Regions from separate parts of the Rattus norvegicus genome. Here region 1 is linked to region 2. A link is a contact called in public Hi-C data. All regions are on one chromosome and are shown on one strand. Each heading gives the region's core, a stretch centred on a gene start, on an enhancer-like site or on the middle of the called end of the contact. The rest is flanking DNA. Distances are from core to core; before and after follow the strand shown.

What was found. Hi-C and Micro-C count contacts between places; a contact is called where the count stands out from the background.
Region 1: a contact with region 2 is called in a Hi-C map of hepatocytes, with 2.5 times the contacts expected there. The contact joins two enhancer-like sites. A contact is called at or near these places in 4 of 12 Hi-C or Micro-C datasets (hepatocytes, kidney and liver).

What each region holds. Positions count from the first base shown.
Region 1 is chr4:97,600,706-97,605,452 of GRCr8, forward strand. No RefSeq gene overlaps it. Among named protein-coding and RNA genes, the nearest start is that of Gadd45a, 120 kb to the left of the region's middle. Within about 2 kb of position 2,791, at least 5 of the 93 cell types and tissues checked have an H3K27ac peak or open chromatin away from gene starts, as enhancers often do. A contact at or near this core is called in hepatocytes, where this site is marked.
Region 2 is chr4:97,432,540-97,436,911 of GRCr8, forward strand. The region is part of intron 2 of Gng12 (G protein subunit gamma 12); the gene reads left to right. Among named protein-coding and RNA genes, the nearest start is that of Gadd45a, 52 kb to the right of the region's middle. Within about 2 kb of position 2,307, at least 17 of the 93 cell types and tissues checked have an H3K27ac peak or open chromatin away from gene starts, as enhancers often do. A contact at or near this core is called in hepatocytes, where this site is marked.

The DNA.
Region 1 (4,747 bases), core at 1,541-4,040, 170 kb after region 2:
TTCTCCATTCTTCTGGTAGTTTTAGGATGCCCCTAGATCTTCACTATTAAACATAAGTGACCAGTTGAGACAAGCAGCCCTGGGGCCGCTCTTCAACACTGATTGCGCCTGAACAGCAGGTGTTGGGGATAATACTCATTTGGCCTTACCTGTTTTCTGGACAGACTTGGTGATTGTGGCAGCTCCAGCAGCCTTCCTGCCTACAGCTTTGTTGATGTCCACAATAACCAATTCGTTTCATGTCACAGACAGCAAAGTGACCTCCTCAGAAAAGCTCAGAACATGCATGGTGCATGGACTTGCTTGGACCCAACTGATGATAGCTGTATTGGCAGATTTCAAGGATTCAGGGCCATCTTTTCTCTCTCTCTCTCTCTCTCTCTCTCTCTCTCTCTCTCTCTCTCTCTCTTTCTCTCTCTCTCTCTCTCTCTCTCTCTGTATATATGTATAACATGTGTGCAGTTGGAGATGTGTGTATACCATGACACAAATATGGAGAGCAGATGATAATTCTCCAGAATCGGTTCTCTCCTTCCACCATGGGTTCTTGGGGTCAAACCCGTGTCATGAGCCATCTCATCTGCACCATTTTTCAGTGTCTTAGCAGAATGGCCAATCGTTCTTCCTTTCAGATTAGCAAATTAGCAAACAGTGAGAGCTTTATAGGAATCAGTGCAATGACTTGGTCAGCACCAGTTTGGCCTGGATGATTCCGGAAATCACCTGAGTAGTTAAGCCAGCTGTGTTCCCACTGGTGTGTTGCTTTGGCTGTTGCCAGAAATAGTGCCAACCTGAACATTTTTAACGGATGTATTCTTGGCACTGAAGCCCGCACTATCTTCAAGGAAAACTTTACTCTAAGCCCCATGGGACATTTCAACAGATTTTGACTAGATCAAGAGCAACCAGCATATTGACTTTGAGAACCCTAGCCTCCACTTTGCACAGGGACAGTACGAAAGCTCTAATTTTATAACTATCCTGGAAAGGCTGGTAGGAGGAAGCCATCTAAAACTTACAGCAATATGGTTCCATCACTGCCATCTTCATGGGTGACATTCTACCTCTTTCCTGACACTGAGGCCAGACCAGTCAGACTTCAAAATAAAGCCGTCCCTGCAGGACAGTCAAGGGCTTTCTATAACAGTGCCTCCATAGATCATGGCTCCTGTGACAGTAGCAGCCTTTAAATAATTTCTCATCTCTCTTTCCATATACCTGACCTTGAATTACTTGACTACTTCTGCAAACCACTAGACCACCAGGATACAGATACTTACTGTGTCCCTCTGAAGCCCAGGCAGATCATGCTTATCTTGCCTCAACTGGAAGTTTCCAGGATTAAAGAAAGGATGAGGGGAGAGAGACAAGATGTGAAGAAAGAAAAGACAGGAGCCACCAATGTGAAACCACACCTATAGTATAATTTGAAGACAGGAAGAAACTGGTGGATGTCAAGCTTAGAGAAGAAATAGCCTTATATGACTTTTCCTCTCCTATTTTGCTAGAGAAAACAGCCTCACGAAGTTATCACATGAGAGTGGTACCCAGTGCAAGCTTGGCTCTGGTGAAGACAGGGTGTTGTTTCAACCCTTTTCAAGAAGACCTGGGCTCGGTCCTTACTGGGAAGCCATAGCTTAGAAAAGAAAGTCTTGGGCTGGAAAGATGACTCAGTGGTTAAGAGCACTGACTGCTCTTCCACAGGTCCAGAATTCAAATCCCAGCAACCACGTGGTAGCTCACCACCATCCATAAAGGGACCTGATGTCTTCTTCTGCTGTGTCTGAAGACAGCTACAGTGTACTCATATATAATAAATAAATAAATCTTTAAAAAAATAAAATGAAGGGCTGGAGAGATGGCTCAGTGGTTAAGAGCACCGACTGCTCTTCCAGAGGTCCTGAGTTCAAATCCCAGCAACCACATGGTGGCTTACAACCATCTGTAATGGGATCCGATATCCTCTTCTGGTGTGTCTGAAGACAGTGACAGTGTACTTATAAATAAATGAATCTTAAAAAAAACAAAACAAGCTTACCTAGGAAGCGCAAGGCCCTGGGTTCGGTCCCCAGCTCCGAAAAAAAGAACCAAAAAAAAAAAAAAAAAAAAAAACCAAAACAAAAATAAAAACGGGGGCTGGAGAGATGGCTCAGCAGTTAAGAGCACTGACTGCGGACTGACCCTGGACTCTGACCCCATAGGTAGCAATGAATATCCTAGTAAGAGCACCAGTGGAAGGGGAAGCCCTGGGTCCTGCTAAGACTGAACCCCCAGTGAACTAGTCTATGGGGGGAGGGCGGCAATGGTGGGAGGGTTGGGAGGGGAACACCCATAAGGAAGGGGAGGGGGGAGGGGGATGTTTGCCCGGAAACCGGGAAAGGGAATAACACTCGAAATGTATATAAGAAATACTCAAGTTAATTAAAAAAAAAAAAAAAAAAAAGAGCACTGACTGCTCTTCCAGAGGTCATGAGTTCAAATCCCAGCAACTACATGGTGGCTCACAACCATCTGTAACGAGATCCAATGCCCTCCTCTGGTGTGTCTGAAAACAGTGACAGTGTACTCGTCATATATAAAATGAATAAATAAAATCTTAAAATAAATAAATAAATAAAATGAAGAAAGAAAGAAAAGAATGTCTTTAGCTGCACCAGCCTTTGTGTCAGCCAGGCAGAGTGATACCATCTCAGCAGCTCCATGGTGAGTTGTTGTCCACTGCCCCGTGGATGAACCCCAACCTGATAACCTGGCTTGGCCTGAATTTTGGTTGTTGTATTTACTGGATGAGTCAGCTCAGCTCTCCTGACCCTGGCCTGTACTGTAATTAACCTGGCCATCACCATAGTGACTGGGTCAAAAGAGTCCAAAGCCTTTCTCTGACACCTGCCTATTCTTGGATAAATCATCTCATCAAGTATTGCACAAGAAGGTGTTACTCCTATAACAATCCACAACCCTTCCCTGGATTGCATTTTCCATAAAAATGTGAATGTGGTCTACTCCTGCTTAGTCAGTAAACTCCTCTGCATAAGCTCAGAGTCTAAGTCAACTTTGGTTCCCAATTTTCAGTGTGCTGCTGGTGGTGAGTGTTCATATGAACTCTGTGAAAAAGTGGACAAGAAATAAGCAAAGAGAAAATCATTCAAAACTAAAAGAGCACCACTGAAATTACTAAGGTGTCTTGCTATTTCATAAAGACCTAAAGTTAGTACACCTTTTACCACTAACAACATCCAGACACTTGCTGAAGGCCCGGATTCGTGCTGGGCGTCAGAAGACAACACTGATCAAGAAGATGTACTCCTAACTTCACTTCGCGTGCCTCCAGATTAATAGAGGAAACCAACATCAGGTAAGCTGTTGACCAAATGACACCCATCAGAATAAAAGAGAAAGTGCAGGCTTCTAGGGTGATATGCACAAGTCTGCTCAAGTCCCTGGGGTGCAGCCTAAAAGAAGCCTATGAATCAGCCATAGCAGGAGGAAACAACCATTTTGACCAGGAAGGATCTCTGTGCATCTGTGAATCAAATCCCCTGAAGGGTAGGAGAGGACAGAGAGACAGGACAGAGTGACACTATGTGACACTGGGAAGGACAGTTTGTCCCAGTCTTTCAGGGCACAGTGAGCTACAAACAAGAGTTGAAATTTTAATTAATGAGAAGACGAAACATTGGTATTGAGTGACTAACAAATGGCGACATCATATTTGTGTTTCTAAACAAAACAAAAACACAACAATAACAAAAAGAAACACACACACACACATCTGTCTGTTCTGCTAACACAACGAGAACAGGAAGAATGAATGTGAACACATAAGCCTATGGCATGTCCAAACTCAATAAACTGTACACATTAAACATATGCAATATGTGTCTTGGGATACATCAACCATCTATCAATAAAAACATAAAATAGGGGAGGGAATGAGAGGTGGAGACAGGAAGAGAGGGAGAAAGGAGCAAGGAGTACAAGAAGAGAGAACAGAAGATATGGTGTCAGGTAATGGTGTTGGATCAGAGTAGGGCTCTATGTGCCAACGGGACTGTTTTAGGCCTGGGTAAAGTCAACACACTTTTGGCTTGTGTTAGGCCTCAAACTCCAAAGGGCAGTGCATATGCCCAGAAATGACAGTCTAAGACAGTTCAAGCTGGACTACAGAAGGATTTTTAGCAGGTAATTCAGACCTGCGAATCAGGTCTCTGTCCGCCAAAAGGAATCATTTCCATTAACTTCCCTTGACTCCAGTGAAAGGGACATATGGCTCTCCATTGACACATACCTATGGTTACCTAATAAGCCCATATTGATCTTATTCACAGTTCTTGTTATGCATTTAAAAGTCCATGCTAGCCTCCTGGCTTTTCTTACCTCTCCAACTCTACTACACTATGCTATTTCCCAGGCTGTTGTAGTCTACTGGCTTCCCTGCTCCCAGATACGTATGTATCCTCTCTATAAAGGCAAGGTTTCCTCCCCACAGCCCTGATATTCTAGCTATTCTCTCTCTTGCTTGTCTAGCTTCTCTTGCAGATAGAACTGGCCATGTCTTGTCTGCTTCTTTTTCTCTCTGCTCTGGACTCTCCCAAATGCCTGCGGATGTTCTCTCTCTCCAGCTGTTCATTGGGTTAGCTGTGATAAAGAGCAAATAAAACAATGTGCTGCTCCGACTCCCTTCCAAGAAATTCCACCCCACTACATATACAAGGGACTTACTCAAGTGTCATTCATTAGCATTTGT
Region 2 (4,372 bases), core at 1,057-3,556:
ATTCTATATTTGAGAATTTCTTTTAATCCTTATATTTTATTTTCAGTAAATAATTTTTTAGTGTCTGGCTCAGTGCACATGTCTTGGATTATAATTACTGTGAGTTAGAATCACCATGTACAGAGATATAACTGTGGCTGTGTGGGCTGTGACATGTGGTACTGTGGCTTGAACAGAGCCCTGAGTAGTCTAGCTAGGCAAGCATGCTACTACCACTGAGCTATAGTGCTAGACCCCAGTTTTATGCTGTTGGGAAAGAATTGAAACAGTGGCTCTATCACAGCTCTAAGTCCTCCTGGGCCGTTGTGAAGGTCCGGTGCCAGGTGATTTTCATGAGTAGGCTCTGAAAATTGAAGTCAGGTGTATTCCCACCCTGGGCTGGCTTGCTCTAGTTTGCAGAATTGGAAGCCTAACACTTTCACCTCTGTGCTGTTCATCTGATATTTAGACCCAGAGGGCATCATATGAAGTCAATCCCCATCCATTCGTTCATATAACACCCTGCCTCACTGGTGTGGGCTTGCTCTCTGTGCTGTTGTCTATTCCTGTAGGTCTCTTAAGGGTAAGAGCTGTTCAGTAACCCGGGTTGAATTAAGATCACATGGCCCCTGTGGTGAATTGTCTGTCTGTGTTACCTTCATCAGGAAGATGTCAGGTGGAAGTCCTTCAGGTGTGGGCATTTAGGCTAATGATTTTACAATTCAGAAAAGAATATGCCACAGGAGAGAGCTTTTTGGCAATCATGACAGGAATGTATCCCAAGATTTGCCTTTCACAGGGAGGTTTGAAGTCTTACACAGGCAGGAGGAGCTGAGTGACCAGAGCTCCAGGGAGAATTCATGGCTGGAAATATAGGGAGGGTTTAGGATCTCGGTTAAGAGCATGTGTGTGTGTGTGTGTGTGTGTGTGTGTGTGTGTGTGTGTGTGTGTGTGTGTGTGTGTGTGTGTGTGTGTGTGTGTAAGTTAATCTGTAGCTATTGCACAATGAATTTAGCTTAGTGCAAACTAAAATTACTAACTGAAAATTTGCTTCATTGTTACAAACAAAATACAAAAACTACTGGTTTCTGATGAAATCGGATCGACCTTTTAAGGTCTTATAAATGATGGCTGGTTACTGCCAAGAGCAGAGAGTGTTTGCAGAGTACACACAGGCTGAATACCATCTTAAAAATACAGCTATGACTCAAGATGTTACTACAGCTGTTTGTCCTCACACATGATTATCAATAAGTTTCAAGAACAGTTGTCAAGGGAAAGGACAATTAGTGTTTTTACAGATTTCATATTAAAATATATGAGAGGCACTGATGTCTCAGTTTACTACTACAGAAAGGAAAGAAGAAATGACCAATGAACTGAGTAAATCATCCAGCTGACTGACAACTGAGCCTGGATTGACCCGGTGGTGGTGGTGGTGGTGGTGGTGGTGGTGGTGGTGGTGGTGGTGGTGGTGGTGGTGGTGGTGGTGGTGGTGGTGGTATTTGATTGTTTTTATTTGTTTCTGAGACTGTGTAGCCCTGGCTGTCCTAGAACTCACTCTTGTAGATGAGAGCTCCTGCTGCCCCTGCCTCCTGAGTGTTGGGATTAAAGGCTTGTGCCACCATCACCCAGCTGGGCCTGGGTTTCTTGAAGGTTCAGCCACCAGAGTGCCAATTGTATTTTGACTCTCTTTAGACCATAAATTTATGTTGTTATAGAACAAAAGTCATTTATAGTGGGTCTTGAAATTGTTTTAGTGATTTATTTTGCCAAATGTTTTTATGAGCATTTTAATGAGACCTTGCTTTAGCAGATTGCAAAACCTACTTGCAGTTTGCCAAACCCCTTCCATTAGTGACATAGAAGTCTAAGTAGCACAGGAAAGGCTGCTAAAGTCGGATTTTCAGTAATCAGTAGAGTAGTGCTTGTGTTGAAAATTGAGATTTGATTTTAGGTGCAAAATCATTTTGTAAAGCCTGTGTGGAATTTCAGGAGGGGACAGGAGTAGTTAGTTCTTTGTAAGCTTTAGTAACTAAGCAGATGTTAGCCATGTTCACCCCTGCAAGCAAGTTTACACGTTTGCAAAACAGAGGTGAGACCTTTCCCTTGTAGCATTGATCTGGACATTGAATGCCTGCAGGAATGACCCTGGGAGAGACAGGCCTGCCATCCTACACATGAAGAAACAGAAACCAATTGGAAGTGGCCCAAGGATTCAACCCCAATCCCCTAGGTTTTAATCTTCCACCCCATGCCCTGGCTCCTGAGGTTGCTGGCTGACTCCCCAGGCTGCTCTTGCCAGCGAATTGTCTGTTCTTGCCACATGGATGGGTTCCCTGGCAGAGAAGGTGACCCATGAGCCACTCACTGTTCCTGGGGTTGGCATCATGAGTCTAAGCCTGCAGAGCTCAGCAAGTTCCACTGAGAAGCCACCCTGACAGTTCCATTGTGCACACAGCCCTGCTCCCCAGCCGCTGGGCCCCAGCTCACCGCCCTGTGTTCTTACAATAGTAAAACACCAGAAGCACAGTTTGGTGTGGGGAGCTTAGGCACTCTAACCCACTGAGGGCAAATCACTTCTGATGCCTGTGCTCATGTTAGCTTTGAGAAAAGTGGCCTTCTACTCCAGCCTTGCCTGCTTATTGCTTGACTGGTTTACTTTTCTGTTAGCTTTCACATGTTTGTCAGGTATGAGACCAAAAGAAGTGGGGGCAGGGTAAGTATGAATGTGACATGTCTGGGAGTCAACCCCTCTAAACAAACCCCCAGAGCACCTTTCCAAGGTGATGACCATAGATGAATGTACCCCATAGATTTAATGTCATTTTCTGCTCAGCAATGATAATTTATCCCTCCAAAATTGACACACGTCTTACTGTACACAGTAGCCCATGAGCTTAGCTTGTCCCTTCTGAAGGACATCTCCCTCCGTTTCCTCTCGGGGCATTAGTCCATGTCCTGTCTGTGTCTATCACAATGTCAAAGGACTTCCTTTGTCAAAAAATTGAGCTCTTCTAAAAATGTTAGTTTTGTTATTTTATAATTATTGTGTGTGTGTGTGTGTGTGTGTATGTATGTGTGTGTGTGTGTGTATACATAAGTGGAGGTACCCTCAGAGACCAGAATTGCCAGATCCCTGGTGCTAGAGATGTTGTGAGCTACCTGTCATGGATGTTAGGAATGAACTTGGATCCTATAGAAGAGTACTACATACTCCAAACTGCTGAGCCATCCAGCCCTATCTGTATTCTTGATTGTGTGGCATTCCTTATCATCATAAGAGATTGTCTGCCTTCAATCACATGGCATTCTCGATCAGGAGAGCTCTTCTGTTGAGATCTTGGATCCAGGCACATTAAGGTCTTCTTTAAAGAAGGGTGTATTTTAAATTGTGTGAAAAGTGTGTAGGCAAGGGATGGAGTATGTTACAGCTAGTCTAAGAAGGCGGCGTAAGATGGTGCCGGTCACATATACTGTGGAAGCAGAGGTACCTGTTTTCCAATCCTGTATGTGCTACTCCATAGGTACTCCATAGGTAAAACATCTTAGCATACCATGCCTCACAGGCTTCATCCATGTAACAGAAAGAATTTAGAGTGACAGCATGTATTTGGAGAAACTTTGTGAGGATCAAATCAGTCCAGGTACCTAAAGAAACTCATCAGCATTGTGCATGTAGAGAAGTTGTCGCTCCTATGAAGCAGAGAGAGTCAAAACGCGTGCCTCTTGTGGATGCTCACCAAGATGCTGCTTCACAGATCTTGAGAAAACACAGGAGGAAATCATGTCCCCATTTACTCTCTAGCTGTCTGGTCCCTTCTCTGCCCCTTTCCCCATCTGACTGCTCCAGAGAGTTCTTTCAAGCTGTGCTCTGATCTAGACCATAGGTCTTTGCCCTTGAGTCAGGATTAGCATTCACCTCTCCAGGAACAGAGGGTAGCTGTCATGGTTAGCCACATGATATAGGTGGCCCAACAGAGGCTACCAAGAACACACTGGTGAGACAGGAAGGAAAGTTCTGTTTGAACAGTACAACTGCGTTTACAAAACCACTGGCTCCTGAGTTTCCAGAACTGGAAGTATCCAGAACATTGTTCTGCCCTAGAATCGTTCCTCCAAGGAGAATGGGCACTGTCCAAGGAGCCTTAGAATTCTTCAGGCATTGCTTCTAGGTGCCGCTCTGTGGTTCCCGGCCTGCCTGGCCCACCAGTAGAAGTCCTCCTCCACACAGATAGCATGTAGGTTGGGTTCTGTTCATCTTCCCCCTTGTGTTTGCTGAAACTGGTCCTGTGTTAACTTCCAAAACGATCTGAGAAGAAAAAATAATCAGCTACAGGAATTTTCTAATTTCCAAAACGACCCTCAGTATTTTGTTGCCTTGCCCCCTGCC